4 separate regions of the Mus musculus genome follow, and all the other regions are linked to region 1. The links are chromatin contacts, called in public HiChIP or PLAC-seq and Micro-C maps. All regions are on one chromosome and are shown on one strand. Each heading gives the region's core, a stretch centred on a gene start, on an enhancer-like site or on the middle of the called end of the contact. The rest is flanking DNA. Distances are from core to core; before and after follow the strand shown. Region 1 holds the start of Sulf2 (sulfatase 2). Region 2 has its middle 33 kb from the start of Gm30908. Region 3 overlaps Zmynd8 (zinc finger, MYND-type containing 8). Region 4 holds the start of 1810021M19Rik (a long non-coding RNA gene).

What was found. Hi-C and Micro-C count contacts between places; a contact is called where the count stands out from the background. HiChIP or PLAC-seq counts read pairs in DNA pulled down with a chosen protein or histone mark.
Region 2: a contact with region 1 is called in an H3K4me3 HiChIP or PLAC-seq map of bone marrow-derived macrophages, with 8 times the contacts expected there. The contact joins the enhancer-like site here to the promoter of Sulf2 in region 1. A contact is called at or near these places in 1 of 39 promoter capture datasets (neural stem cells), 2 of 484 Hi-C or Micro-C datasets (bone marrow-derived macrophages and cardiomyocytes), 23 of 115 datasets of contacts at active chromatin or transcription factors (bone marrow-derived macrophages, craniofacial prominence, embryonic basal ganglia and 13 more) and 4 of 9 other capture datasets (adipose tissue, embryonic stem cells, liver and 1 more).
Region 3: a contact with region 1 is called in a Micro-C map of embryonic stem cells, with 7 times the contacts expected there. The contact joins the enhancer-like site here to the promoter of Sulf2 in region 1. A contact is called at or near these places in 4 of 484 Hi-C or Micro-C datasets (all in embryonic stem cells) and 2 of 115 datasets of contacts at active chromatin or transcription factors (embryonic stem cells and stem cell-derived neural progenitor cells).
Region 4: an H3K27ac HiChIP or PLAC-seq map of embryonic stem cells shows a contact between it and region 1, with 6 read pairs. The contact joins the promoter of 1810021M19Rik here to the promoter of Sulf2 in region 1. A contact is called at or near these places in 1 of 484 Hi-C or Micro-C datasets (embryonic stem cells), 2 of 115 datasets of contacts at active chromatin or transcription factors (embryonic stem cells and stem cell-derived neural progenitor cells) and 2 of 9 other capture datasets (adipose tissue and pancreatic islet).

Annotation. Positions count from the first base shown.
Region 1 is chr2:166,153,777-166,157,339 of GRCm38.p6, reverse strand. Sulf2 (sulfatase 2) reads left to right here and starts at 1,657. Exons shown (of 21, transcript NM_028072.5): 1 at 1,657-1,837.
Region 2 is chr2:166,502,721-166,506,283 of GRCm38.p6, reverse strand. It overlaps the pseudogene Gm14267. Among named protein-coding and RNA genes, the nearest start is that of Gm30908, 33 kb to the right of the region's middle. Within about 2 kb of position 1,628, at least 5 of the 459 cell types and tissues checked have an H3K27ac peak or open chromatin away from gene starts, as enhancers often do. A contact at or near this core is called in bone marrow-derived macrophages, where this site is marked.
Region 3 is chr2:165,806,612-165,810,174 of GRCm38.p6, reverse strand. Zmynd8 (zinc finger, MYND-type containing 8) reads left to right here. Exons shown (of 23, transcript NM_001363020.1): 15 at 2,246-2,656. Among named protein-coding and RNA genes, the nearest start is that of Gm11465, 73 kb to the left of the region's middle. Within about 2 kb of position 1,809, at least 16 of the 459 cell types and tissues checked have an H3K27ac peak or open chromatin away from gene starts, as enhancers often do. A contact at or near this core is called in embryonic stem cells, where this site is marked.
Region 4 is chr2:165,883,963-165,887,525 of GRCm38.p6, reverse strand. It overlaps 1810021M19Rik (a long non-coding RNA gene), which reads right to left and starts at 1,797. Exons shown (of 3, transcript XR_866948.2): 1 at 169-1,797. It overlaps Zmynd8 (zinc finger, MYND-type containing 8), which reads left to right and starts at 2,688. Exons shown (of 23, transcript NM_001363020.1): 1 at 2,688-2,918. The coding sequence starts at 2,905.

The DNA of each region.
Region 1 (3,563 bases), core at 408-2,907:
AGTCTGAAGTGCAAGGGTGTGGTCCTAGTGTTTTCTGATGTAAATCCCCAACTTCTAGAGCATTCTCTAGAACCTCAGAGCAAACAGGGCACAGATTCCATTCTGCATCCTTCCTGCCCAGACCGCAATAGGACACTGCAGACCTGCTAGAAAGTCACTGCTGAAATAAGGCATGTGGTTCAAAGCCAGGTGCAGCCTGTGGGCTGTGTACAAGCCTCTGTCATCTCTGAGCATACATGTTCTCCAAAAACTATGAATGTACACTTCATGTGATGACCAGGTGCAAAGCTCTCCATTTGGCCACAGAACCTGCTGTTCTTCCTGGGAGGAGAACCCCAAGCCAGGATGGGTATAGCATGTAAAGTTACCTGTTGCAGAAAAAGAGAAGGATACAAAAAGATCAAGTGTATACATTGTTGTTGCTTCGTGTGCTTCTGAGACAGTATCACTATATAGAAAGTTTGACTTTGGGTGATCCTCCTGCCTCAGCCTTCCCAGTGCAGGCATCACAGATGTGGGCCACGAGAATACTGTCTGAGTTGACCCTATAAGGATATATAAATTAATCAATTTAATTATTCAATTAAATGTCTGGGATGTTGAAACTGATTACACCTGCTTTTCTATCTGTTTTATTGGTTTATTTTCTGAGATTTTTTTCCTTTTGTTTTGTTTTGTTTTGTTTTGTTTTGTTTTAATAGGGTCTCCTGGACCTCCAACTGGTCTTAATCACCCTGTGTGTAGATAAGGGTGACCTTGAATTTTTTATTTTCCTGCCTTTGCCTCCCAAGAGCTGGGATTGCAGGCGTGCACCAGCACTGTACATTTGATGTTTGTTTGTGTGTTTGTGCTTTCTAATGAAGTTCTCAGAATCTCAAGGATGGGAGCCCTCTGCCCCAAGCATCCAATGAACAGCGCTGCAGGGGCCCAGCCCCTTCTCATGCAGCACTGAGACTGGAATGCCTGGGGGTGGGGTGGAGGGTGGGGGGGGGGGTTCATGAAAGCGAATACTCACGCCTAACATCCTGTATCCAGCCAGGACTCTACACTAGCCAAAGGTGGGGCTTGCCCCCGGCTTAGGAAAGCAAGTTCAGGGTTAGTACAACGACTGTATGGGCGGAGTCGAGAGCCCCCCACGCAGTCCAGACAACCCGCTTGAATTTTAGATAAACAGCGAGGACGTGATTTTAGTGCATCTCCATCGGTGCCCTGTTATTTTTACTACGTGAATTTGACAAACGCTATCCATCAGAAAACTAGAAAAATCCCACCAGGGGAAGGAGGATCTTGAAAATAAGCGCAGCCTGGGGGGTCAGATACAACTCCGGAGCTCAGCTTCTTGGGTTCAGATCCTGATCCAACTATCTGACCTTGGGCCAATAACTTAACGGCTCTGTCTTGATTTCAGTATCTATAAATGGATGAACATCTTGGAAGACTTTCAGGGGTTACGTTTCCATCCGAGGCCCGCCCCGTTCCACCGCAGGGTCGATAACCCCCTAGCACATCAGCTGTACTTTCTGAAGCTACTGGTGGGCTCTGTGAGGCTCTTCACCCACCCTTGGCAGCCAGGGCCCCCTCAAGCCTCTGGTGGCTTCGGGGACGGCAGAAACCGCGCAGACAGCACCACCTGGAGTCAGAGTTCTCCCTTTACCAAGGGAACCGGCCTCCCCTTTCTTTCCCATTCCCGGCCCATGTCTGGGCAACGCTTCTGCTTTCGCTTGAGCTCAACTTAATTTCTCAGAGAGCTTCGGAGACGCGTGGGAAGGTCCCAGGCGCGTGGGCAGTTCCTCCCGCGATCTAGCTTGGGGATCGGCCCGAGCCGGCGTCTCCAATGGCAAGTGTGTGCGTGTGTGTTTAGAGGCGAGCGCGGGGCTTTCAGCTAAGGCTGCCGGGTGTTTGCAAACCAGGGCGAGCCCCTGTGAAAGCGGATAAAAGAAAACATTTATTAACGTGTCATTACGAGGGGCAGCGCCGGGCCGGGGCTGTCGCACGCCTCAGGGAACACTTGGCTCCTCGCTGCTGGGAGGGAGGAGGACGAAAAAGCGGAAAGAGGCTGGATTCTCTGCGCGCCAGCCCGGGGGCCTGATCCATGGCCCTCGCGACTTCGCGCCGGTGTCTGGTGGACTAAGAGATGCGCCCCCGGTCCGAGTGGCACACACGCGCGCACACACGCACGCGCGGTCCCGGCTCGCCGGCAGCTCCCTGCTCAGCGCACATCAGCCTCAACTCCGCGCCCAGGGCGAGCGGGAGCGGGTGCGGGTGAGTGCGCCCCGGGCCCGCGAGGGTGCGCGCTCGGCGGCGGGAGCGCGGCCGGCCACCGGCTCGGCAGGCAGCAGGCCGGGAGCCGCCGGGACTTCGGGCCGGGGCGCGGGGCGGCCGCGGCGGCGGAGGTGAGGAGCGATGGCTGAATCGCCGGGTCCCCGGCGGGGCGGGAGGCGGCTGGGTCCTGGGTCCTGGCGCGCGCGGAGGCCGGGGCGGGCGGGGCGAAGCAGAAGCCGGGATGCCGCGGAGGCGGCTGGAGCAGCGGCAAGGCAGAGTCCCCTACGCCCCGCGGCCCGGCCCGGCTGCGGCAGAGACGCGGTGAGGCCGCGGGGGCCGCGCGGTGAGTGGGGCGCGGGGCCGGGCCCGGATCACAGATTCCAGGGCGAGCACGGTTCAGGTGAGCCCAGCCGGTCCCCGCTGCCCGGCTCAGGGAGGGTGTTACCCGGAGGTTTAGGTACCGGCCGGCCTCAGTGGGGCTGACCGATTTGACCCCGTCTGCAAGGCTGGGCGGCTAGGGGAGGACTTCCCGCGCCCCGGTGGTTCCCGGGGAAGGGCGCGTGGACCCGCGGGCTGCAGGAGCATGGCCCGGTTGACCCCTTGAGGTTTAGATCCAGAGGGCCAGCTAGAAGCCAGACCACGTGTGGCTTGTCCGGGCAGGACCCGAGCAAGCAGGGACTAGGAACTCGCAGAACGGAGGACAAATGAAATCGTAAAACTTCTCCCGCGCCAGGTCAGAACCCATCGCCCTGCAGACCTGCGTCCGCCGCGGGCTCCAGAAGCCCGGAGGGGACGCTGCAGCGGGGACTGCGACTTCGTTTAGAGAGTAGTAGTTCATTCATTCATTCATTCGACAAGCATTTGTGGCGCTCTGAGTGTACCAGGCACGGAGTGTCACCCAGGGAAGCGCGGATGGTAGTGTTAGTCCCTGCGAGGGCGGCTGGTGGCGAAAGGAGGCTCCAAGTGGGCAGATGGAAGGAGCCACCCGCGGGGCCATGGGTCTGCTTAGTGATCTCTGCCTGGAGGGGACCCTGAGAGCCTTGTCTCCCTACACAGAAGGACGCTCTGCACAGAGCATGGCTGTGGTGACCCCCGCCTTCCCCCTTCCCCCTCCCCACTTCCTGAAAGTTCTGATTGGCCCCACCCCTCCAGGACTGGCTCTCCTGCAGCTTGTTTTAATCACTTTTTGAGTTAAAAGTCAATATTTAATTAACCAAGTAATTACATTCAGCTTTCGTTTGAATCTGGATATTTGCTCTGTCTGTGGGGATGCCCGCCCTCTTCCCCCTTTCCATCTGTCC
Region 2 (3,563 bases), core at 379-2,878, 350 kb before region 1:
CTTAGAACTTTTGATGCTCCTGCCTCAGCCTCCTGTGTGCTGAGGTCCTGACAGATGGTCCTGCCTCTCTTCTTCTACTGCACAGCCATTTGTTGAGCAGGTGTGGAGAAAACACTCATGTACGCCGCCTCTCCTGCTTCTGAAGCAACAAAGAACACGAAGCATACGCTGCCCAGTGCTGAGACCTCTGCGCCTTGAACAGCAAAGGGAAAATGTGTTCTGGAGAGCACTGAAGAGAGAGCAGCTGGGGCGCTTCTAAGCAGTGTGAGATGATGTGAGGTGCTCCATGTGAGATGATGTGAGGTGCTCCATGTGAGATGATGTGAGGTGCTCCATGTGAGATGATTTGAGGTGCTCCATGTGAGATGATTTGAGGTGCTCCATGTGAATTGATTTGAGATGCTCCGTGTGAGATGATTTGAGGTGCTCCGTGTGAGATGATTTGAGGTGCTCCTGAGCCAGGAGGAAGCCGCATGGATCCTCACAAGTCTCTGTCTCTTGAACTCTGGGCAGAGAGACTGTTTCAGGCTGGCTTGACTTCCCCCATCTTAGGTTTCCTGCCCTTCACAAGGCTTAGCGGGCATGGCTTCAGCCTGGGTGGTCAGCGGCTCATGCTGCTGAAGTGACTTCTGTGGTTTCTTTGTTTTAGAGGCTTCTATTTATGGCGAGTAACATTGATTTTTTTTTTCATCTGCAGAACGAGATCATCAAGTTTCCCTTAAAGTAACTGGTTTCAGATGCATTTTGATGAGGCCATGCTGTAGGCAGGATGCGGCTATTTTAAAAGGCCTGATGGAGGCTGGGCGACATTCTTCATAAACGCCAGTGACGGGTGTGTAATTCAGGCCCTGGCCCCAGCCCTGCCTCATGCAGCCTCATGCCTTGCTCAGCCTCCTGCAGCTACAGGAAGAGGGTAGCATTCTCTCTTGTCTCCCCATTGCCCTCCCGATGTGCCTTCACCCCCTAACCTGCCATCCACCTCCATATTGGTCTGGTCCCTTGGGCCCTTCCACTGTGGGAGAACTTTCCCACCCCTAAAAGAATCCTCTCTCTTCTCTCTCTCTCTCTCTCTCTCTCTCTCTCTCTCTCTCTCTCTCTCTCACACTCAGGGGCAGGCATATCAGCTACCATTGAAATGCCTGTTACTCTTGGGCCTCCTTACAGAGCCTCCTAGTTCCTATATGGGTGTCCCGAGTGGTCCCACACTTTTCCATGACAACTAGTCTGATACCTGCTTGTCAGCTTAAAAGCCCTGAGCTAACCTGATCTCTCATGTTAATTCATGCTGTGTGTGTCTGGGGGGGAGAGGGGGATATGGTGAGCACACATGCAAATATACACACAGACACATTCACATATTCTCACACATACACTGACACTAACACAGTCACATACGTGCACATAACAGTGTACACACACAGACACACACAGCCATGCACACAACATTTACACACTTACACTCATAAGCATATAAGCATGCATACTAACACACACACAGACACACACAGACACACAGATACACACACAGGGTGGGGGGGAGCAAGTAGCTGATCTGTATGAATTAGCAGGAGGAATTACATCAGCCTGGCTTTTTGCCTTGCAAGGAGATGTCAGGCTGGTGTCCATACAGAGGGGAGGCACCAGAGGTCACACAAGAGTCCCAGTGCTGGGGTGACCAAACTGGGCCAAGTGGCAGGCTCTGGATTCTTCTGCATTCCTTGAACTAACATGACTTATTTTCCTAGACCCCTACCCCAGATCCTAGATAGTATCTGATCTTCAGTCTAATGGGCCCTCTAGTCTCCCTGTTGCTTTGATGGCAGAGATGCAGGTGGTGACCCCATGTCATAGGCAGATGCTGCTGCTGCTGGTGGTGGTGATGGTCGGCGAGGCTCACTTCTAGCAGCAGCTGCAGCAGCTGATATGGCAGGACCCCTCAGGGCTGGAGGCTGCTTGCAATCCAGAGGCCAGGCATGATCTCTGAGAGTTTTAGACTCCACCGTCCTTGTCCTGTCCTGTTCCCTGGGGGGGGGGGGCGGGGTGAGAAAGGGGGCGTAGAAGGCAGCTAGATTGAGGTGTATTGGCATGTGTGGCTGCTTCGAGTCCACAAATTATAACAACAAACGGTTCCTATTTCAGACTCATGTTCACACTTTTACAGGATCAGTATTGTATACTGGCCTCTCAGCAGAGCCGCTTACACTGTGCTTAGAAGTTTTTATTTCCTCTGTTGTTCACAGTGAGGAATGGATTTGCAGCACAAGCTGTATTTGTAGCAGGAGAGTGGAGGGCACCCCTCTCTTCACTCTCCACTCTTGTTGAGTCTTTTCCTCAGTGGCCAGTTTCAGACAATTGGAGTGTTAGCAGCCAAGCACCGAATCGGAGGGAAGGTTTAATGAGCGTGTGAGCTTTAGATGAAATGTGGCTGGTCATGCGTGTTACACAAAACATGTGTTCTCTCTCTGGGATAAAGAGGCAAGCCATCACAGCTCAGAGGTTAAAAGCAAAGGCTGCTCTTCCAAGAACCGGGTTTTGGTCTCCAGCACTTACATAACTACTCACAACTGTCTGTAACCCCATTTCCAGGTGATCCAACATCCTCTTCGGGCTCCCTCAGGTAGCAGGCTCTCTGGAGGTGCACAGACATATAGGCAGGCAAATCACCCATACCCATTAAATAAAAATGATGTTTTAAGAGGTTAAGTCATTGAGCTACAAATTTAATATTTAAAAACAGGTAAATTAAGCCTGTTTTCTCTATAGAACGCAGGGTCCTTGGCAGTAAGGCCTGGCTGCCTTCAGCCTGTGGTACGATTTCTAGTGAAATATCAGCACTGCTGACTTTCTCACAAATGTGTCTGTAGGGTTCCCTGTTCTCATGGAGTGTCGGGATGCTTTGGAAACCCTGTATGTACTTACGGCGAATGACCACACCGGGACAGCTTGTCAGGAGGCAGGTCAGCATGACTTAGGGTGACTGAAGGCTTATCAAGTTGGGGGACTGAGGGTAGGAACACCCAGGATGGGCAAGGGTGATTGGCTGGGGTCTGAGGGTGTTTAGACTGCCTCGTGAGCATGGGGAAGTATTTCAGAACTCTCAGGTGTGGCCTGAACAGGTTTTGTCAGGAGAATGGAAATGGGTCCTATAAACTAATTGAGGCTACATGATATTCCTCAAGGAGAGGCGAGTGGGAGGGACAAAGTCAGAGAAGGAGAAAACCTGTTAATGAAAGGAGTCCCCCATTATGTGCCAAGCCCCCAAAGCTAGCAGTTGAATGGTGGACTTCGACCTTAATTAGCAGTTTTTCCACACGTGCCTTCCTCCCTGACTTTGTCCTGATGCCCTTTGGTGTGAGGAACACCTTGTGGGCTTCTTTCCTGGCTCCTTTAATCAGTGCCATGTTGTACAAATGGGCTCTTGGGAAGCCCAGTCCTGATATTACTTGTAGGAGCTTTTCCTATTGTGTTCATGTTCTGTGCACATGGAAGAACTGTCTCCCTAACACCCGTGTCTAGGCTTAGGCTCGTGATATCTCCTGATATCTAACATTATAGCCTGGTTA
Region 3 (3,563 bases), core at 560-3,059, 350 kb after region 1:
AAATGCAAAGTTCTGCAGGCCAGTTTAGCAATTTACTGGGGCTGGTAGGTAATCTGCATTTCTTTAGAGTGATTGGTTACACCCTCAGAGTTTTCTAAGACAATTGAACTGCCCAGAGCTTTCTACTCACCCCGCCCCAAACCCCAGAATTCTCCCCATTGAAGAAATCAGCGAAGAAATTTCTGGAATTCACCCTACTGAAGAAATTTCCATATTCTTGTGGTTAACAAGCCCTACCTGGCACAACTGGAGAGCTTGTTTCTGATACTGTTGTCTATTGGAAAAAGATCTACAGCCGGGCAGTGGTGGCGCACGCCTTTAATCCCAGCACTTGGGAGGCAGAGGCAGGCGGATTTCTGAGTTCGAGGCCAGCCTGGTCTACAGAGTAAGTTCCAGGACAGCCAGGGCTACACAGAGAAACCCTGTCTCAAAAAAACAAAAACAACAAAAAAATCACCAACAAGTAGGCATACCTCACAAAGCTAGTAAGGAGAGTAGAGCGGAACCGACCTTTTTTTCGAGACAGGGTTTCTCTGTGTAGCCCTGGCTGTCCTGGAACTCACTTTGTAGACCAGGCTGGCCTCAAACTCAGAAATCCTCCTGCCTCTGCCTCCCAAGTGCTGGGATTAAAGGCATGCACCACCACTGCCCGGCGGGAACTGACCTTCTTGAGGCCCTGATGACATTTGTGTCACCGGCAGCAGCACAAGCCACCCTGCAGCTGCTTCCTGTTAGAACCCTGCTAGGCACATCTGCCTAGCATGGACAAGTTCAGAGTTGCTTCTATACCCAGGGCAGCCAGGGTCTGATGTATGTCAGTCAGGCCAGCCAAGGGACTAGCCAGCCCCGCTTCCCTGTAGCTCTCTCACTCTGGAGCTCTAGTCTTCAGAGGAGCGAGGTGCTCACTAAGCTGTAGACCTTCGCCTCAGAGGAGATGGCAACTCTTCTCTTCATTCTCCTTGGCTTCTTGTAACCCGAAGCTTGCTCAAGATCTGGAATTTCCAGGTGTTTCTCTGGGTGATCTGGATCTAAGAGGATACCAAGGAATGTGGCCATTGGTGGCAAAGCCACCCCCCCCCCACCATGTTTGGTGTGTGTTTTCTAAGTACCCTGAATGGGGTATAGTACAAGCTGGCACCTCTGCAGCTGCTACCATCTTCCCTTTTTCATTTTATTTTTTAAAGATTTATTTAATCTAAGTACACTAATGCACCAGAAGAGGGCATCAGATCTCATGATCTGATCATGATGATGGTTGTGAGCCACCACGTGTTTGCTGGGATTTGAACTCGGGACCTTCGGAAGAACAGTCAGTGTGCTCTTAAGTACTGAGCCATCTCTCCAGGCTCCCCCCACACCCCCAATCTCCTCTTTATAAGTAAGTTCAGTATACTGTGCAGCTTCTCCACTGACTTCCCGTCCCGCCCACAGCCCTCCAAACTTAAGCCCAGGTCATTGCAGTCGAATAGTGCCCCTGAGCTACATCCCCAGCCCCCAACTTAACGCTTTTAAGAAAACTTTAAAAAGCCAGGTATGGTGGCGCATGCCTTTAATCCCAGCACATGGGAGGCAGAGGCAGGCGGATCTCTGAGTTCAAGGCCAGCCTGGTCTACAGAGCAAGTTCCAGGACAGCCAGGGCTACACAGAGAAAGCCTGTCTAGGGAAAAAGGGGGCTTAGACTTGACCATTGTAGGATAGGAAATTCAGCATTGTTTGCTATCCATGAAGGGCTGCGCAGACACATCCAGAATGCAGGCTAGGCTGGGCCGAAGGTGTTAACAGAAGGTTCTCTGGCCTGGGGCTGAATTCCTTTGTTAAATGTCTAGGTCGCCCCTCCCAGTGGCTTTGTCAAAGGGGAAAGTAGATTTGGTGTGCACACCTTTTGACAGCCAGTTGCTTTTGCCAAGAGCTCCTCCTGGGGAAGAAGGGCTGCAGTTAGGCAGTCTCCATTACCCACAGCCTGGGCCACTAGTTAATTACTGCTCAGCATGGGGGCTGGGTCTTGCTCTCTTCTTCCCCCAGAAGGCTTGTGACTTCTCCATCTGGGATATTAGTTTGTGCTCAGTAAGGCATAATTCATAGCTGTTGCAGAGACCATGCTTGTCCTTGGGGCTCCAGGGGCCCTCTAAATTCCTTCAGGCAGTCTGCCTCTGCTGGGTTTGACCTAGAACTTGGCCTGCCATGTGAAGTCCCAGCTCAGGAAGCCAATCCAGTTTCTGCTTGTTTCCACCCTGCCTGGCTGTAGCTATAGGTAAACCGCCACCGTCGTCCACTTCGGCGGGCAACCAGTCTCCCCCAGAGACACCGGTACTCACCCGCTCAGCCACCCAAGCACCCGCGGCTGGGGTCACCGTGGCCGCCGCCACCACCAGCACGATGTCTACCGTCACAGTCACGGCACCGGCCACCGCCGTCACGGGAAGCCCGGTGAAGAAGCAGAGGCCGCTCTTACCGAAGGAGACTGTCCCAGCTGTGCAGCGGGTCGTGTGGAACGCATCAAGTAAGTTTCAAACGTCCTCCCAAAAGTGGCACATGCAGAAGATACAGCGCCAGCAGCAGCAGCAGCAACAACAACAGCAGAGCCAACAGCAGAGCCAGCAGCAGCAGCCTCAGTCTTCCCAGGGGACGAGATATCAGACCAGACAGGCTGTGAAAGGTACCGCGCCCCCTTCTGTTCTCTGTGGCGCCCACCCCCTTTTTGCCACACTAACAGGAGAAAGGCCACCCTTGTTGAATTTTTCCCCTACATCCCTATGTGTCATGGTCACCGCAGGCCTTATCATCCCATATGGAATTATTTTTTTAAAAACTGGCTTGCTAGCACTATTTGCCTGATTTTTTTTTTTAAAGATTTTTTTTTATTCTGTTTTATAAGTGATACGTGTTTCCTCTTTACAGAGGGGACAGGATATGTGTGTAGAATTCAGAATGCTCAATGTGGGCCCATTCGCTGTCCCTGTCATTGTCCACCCTTCTGTGACAATCATTTGTTGTCCTTATGCCTCTCCCAGTGCATGCCTATACGTTTGTTTTTATACCATATAATATTATACCATAAAATATTGTCTTTTTTCTTTCTTTCTTTCTTTTTTTTTAAAGCAAAAATGGTACCATTCTTGATTTTTTTTTTCCCCCTTCCCTCCCACCCATCAGCATGTTTTAGAGGTCTGTCTGTGTCTTATCCTTTTGGACTGCTGCATAGTATTCCCTAGTTCATTTAAGGTGTTCACCTGCTGGTGGGCATTGAGGATGCTTTTAGTTTTTCCCATTGTAAGATATGCTGCAATGACTATGTCTTGTGAGCATCTGGGAATCTCCAGGCGTTTTGTGGGAAAGTCTTTAGAGTGTGAGGAATCGGTAGGGGGGACAGTTTCCTTCCAAACCCCTGCCAAGGTGAGCCGGCCTCTGAGAACTCAGTGCTGGAGGCCAGTCTCTGTCCTGCAGCTGATGGCTCCGCTCAATTGTCTGAACCCAGCTTCAGGAGCACTAATGTGGGTCTGGTTTCTTGGGGCAAAGGAGCTTCCTTCACACTCGCTCTGTCCTTCCCCCATGCTCCCAGAGCT
Region 4 (3,563 bases), core at 548-3,047, 270 kb after region 1:
CTCTGAGCAACCCAGATGCGGCCCCTGAGCCCAGGCTTGGAGAAGTAGCCTTGCTTCTCGCCTGTCAGCCACATTCCATTAGGCACTGGATCAGCCTTGGTTGGTAGGCGGACCTCCCGGCTTCCTCCTCCATCGGTGTTCTTCCCAGAATCCCGTCTGCAGCCTTACCTTTGTCTCTTGTCTCCAGCCCAGTTACATTTCCCAGATAACCTCAGACAAGCCTGAATGGCAGCAGCATTCCTCAAACAAAGCTGCCCCAATAGGTCACCAGCATATGCCGGCAGCTTCCTGCTCTTTGCCCTAGAAAACAGTTCAAGTGATCAGAGCCTGGGAGAGAGGGAGGGAGGGAGGGAAAAGGGAGAGGGAGAGCACGGGAGTACGTGTGTGTGTGTGTGTGTGTGTGTGTGTGTGTGTGTGTGTGTGTGTGCGCGCGCGCGCGCGCGCGCTCCCGCTTACACAACAAGCTTTAATCCATGCGCTCCCCTGCTGTGTATGTATTCTCTTTTCCAATTGGGAAGTTAGGTGTCCCCAAGACCTATCAGCAACTCCGTGTGTTGTCGCCTCCCCTCACCCCCCAAGCCATACTTCATATGGCTGATAGTAGAGTCCGAAGCCACATGAAGGGGAGGGTGCCCGGATCAGGCCTCAGGTTCCCTGTTTGGTCCCAGTAAGGTTTCCCTCCCCAGTAAGAGCCGACCCTTCCCTTTGGGTGAAGCCAGGCCTGTTGTCCTGAGTGCCTTTGTCAGGCCTAGTGGCTCTGGAGTTGTCCCCTGCTGCTATCGACCTCAGCTGGTTCAAACAAAATCCTGTCTCCTTTCCAAAGCCAGGGTTTTGTCCTGCAGTACTGTGTGTTTAGATTCCTGGCTGGGTCTGGAGCCTGAGAGCAGATTCCCCAGCCAGGGAGAGTGCACACTGGCCTGCTGGGCATCTGTTGTCCTTGGGGGGCAGGGAGAGCAAGCCATCAGCTCAGCCCTTCAATTCCTTTGAGGAAACGCCTGGGGAGGCAGGAATGAGTCCTAGTTTCAGTAGCTGAGGGGGACTTTATTGCTTTCTGGGTCCACCTCCTGGTGTCTGGCTGCATCAACTGCCGGCCCCTGAAGAAAGGTGTTTATTTAGCGTCTTTTTTTTTTTTTTAAGAATCTTGTTAATTAAGGATGTTGTTGTTTTTAAAAAAATAGCTAAGAATAGGAGAGAGCCTTGGACAGTTTTTGATTCTCCTCTGTGCCTTTTCTACAAATGACAGTTTTTAGGAAAGAATCAGGCACTGGTCTCCCACCCAGCACCATCGGGGAGAATTCTAAGCAGGTCTGAGGAACTAGTTAATATTTTACTGGGGAGCAGAGCCAGAGATGGGGGGAGTAGGGGGACTGCCAATGTGAGGCTGTGTGTGTGAAATTGCCCTTCCATCTGCCTTAGGGGACGAAAAGAAGCAGTTCTCTGTGGAAATAAATTGAAGCAAGAAGCCTTACGAAGCCCAGGGGATTTGTCTGCCCACCAAACAGGGCCCAGTTTCCCCCCAGAACACACATACAGGGGCGATTGTGGCAGAAAGGGCCAACCTGTGGGTGTGTAGGCCTGACTATAATGGACGGGCTTGTTTCCTGGCCCGGTTTGACATCTTTCTCTGTCCCTCTGGATTTAAATGGCTTCTCTGACTGAGAGGCACTGCCTGTATGCCCTGGATTCACAAGGTCCACGCCTCCTTGGGAAGCAGAAGCGAGACAGCAGCTAGCTAGCTCCCTCTCTCTCTCTCTCTGCATCTGCCCGGAGAGCTGCAGCTGGTATTTTTCCACAGGCCCTTTTCTACAATCTCAGGGCCTAGTTTTTCCCAGCGAGGCCCAGAGTCCCAGAGAGGGTTAACAGGCAGGAAGCTGAAGGCATCACAGACTAAGACGGAAGTCAGATTTTTGTTTAACTGACAGGTTTAGCAGGCCTCATCGGTGGGGGGAGGGAGCAGAGGGAGGGAAGACTTAAATGGAGGCATGTGGCCTGCTAGCAACGCATTTGGCTTTTCTTAGGGTAAGCCTGGAGAGGGTATCTCCCTTGCCATCCTGACAGAGCCCTTTTTGGTTTGTCTTTGAGGATCGGCTGAGGGGTGGCGGTGAGAGGTTAGAGGTCTCCCAGTTTTGCAAATGGCTCTGTGGGCCTGCCTTTTTTCCAAGAGCCACTTTGACCATGACTAGGCAAACTTGATCGCTCCACCTCACAGCAAGCTGCACCTCTCAGCTCCCTGGAACCTGGGTGCCCCTTGCTGATTTGTTGGGGCTCCCTCGGGCTGCCTGTCTCACTCCCCGCGCGCGCCCCCCCCCCCCGCCCCCCTCAGAGGCCTGCGTCTGGCCTTGTCCCTATTGCTTCTGCCTCCCTGGGGCTCTCTCCACCCCTAAGCTCGACTTTGTCCTTTGAGACCCACTCAAGCTGGCTTGTTCTATAAAACGGCCTGCTCGCCTTCTTAGAGAAGGACTTGTGTGTGGGGGCAGGCGTGGATGGGTCAGCCAGCCCACCCCAAAAGGGCCCTTCCCAGTGGCGCGCTGGCTTCAGGCTTTGCTGGAGCAGGTCAGGCTGGCTGCACGGGTTTGCCTGGCCTGGGGGATCGAGCCAGGGGGTGGGAGAAGTGCTTGTGGAGGCCCCTGTCCCAAGTTTTCCCTCCTGCAGAAGGCCTAGCTTAGCCTGTCTTTTTCTATGCACAGGATGGCTCTTGCTCACCCGAGCCTCACAAAGATAATCGCTCAGGAAGTGTTTCAGCCAATCGGCGGCGGCTTTACACTCCGATTGGCCGGGGCAGCCAATCGGGGATGAGCTTTTATTAGGCGGCCAGATCATCAGCCGAAGTGCCAAACCCTTTTTCTGTGAGAACTAGGAGCCTGTCCTCCATGTTTTATAAGTATTGACATTACACAGTTAACAATGCATCCACAGAGGTAAGCTCGGCTTTTTAACCATCTTTTCCCCCCTCCCTCCGAGTCATCGAGTCGTGGACTAGCAGTGTGATTTCTCTGTAGCCTGGCTCTGCCACACTTCCCCCCCCAGAGCACTTAGGGTAACTTGGGACTGTTTAGAGAGATTTTTTTTTTCCTTTTTGGGTCACATGGCTAAGTAGCCATTAGCCATAGCTTGATTTTACAGACTGGTGAGGGCTTGGAATACCTTTATTTTGACCAGGACAAAGAATTTCTGGACTAGTTTGAAGCTAGATCCTGGTATGCCAAAAGAGAAGCTATTATCCCCCCTTCTTTTATTTTATTTTTCCCTCCCTTCCTCTCCCCCCTCTCCCTCTCTCTCTGAACAGTCCTCCCCCTGCACTGTCGGCCGCTGTGTGTCACATGCCTGCTGGGGGAAGAAAATGGAAGGTAAGCCAGAAGCCAGAAGGTCTTCTCCCAGCACAGTTCAGGACTGCCTGTGGCAGAGAGCAGAGCAAGCCAGCTTGCTTCTCCAGAGCGGTTCTGGGAAAGGCTGGGCTAAGTTCTGACAAGAGAGGATGCGTGTTTGCACCAGAAGTCAGGCCTGAACAAGAACAGTACTCAGGGACCCAGGCTGGTTCCTGGGCCTAGGTGGGTGGTGGCGTG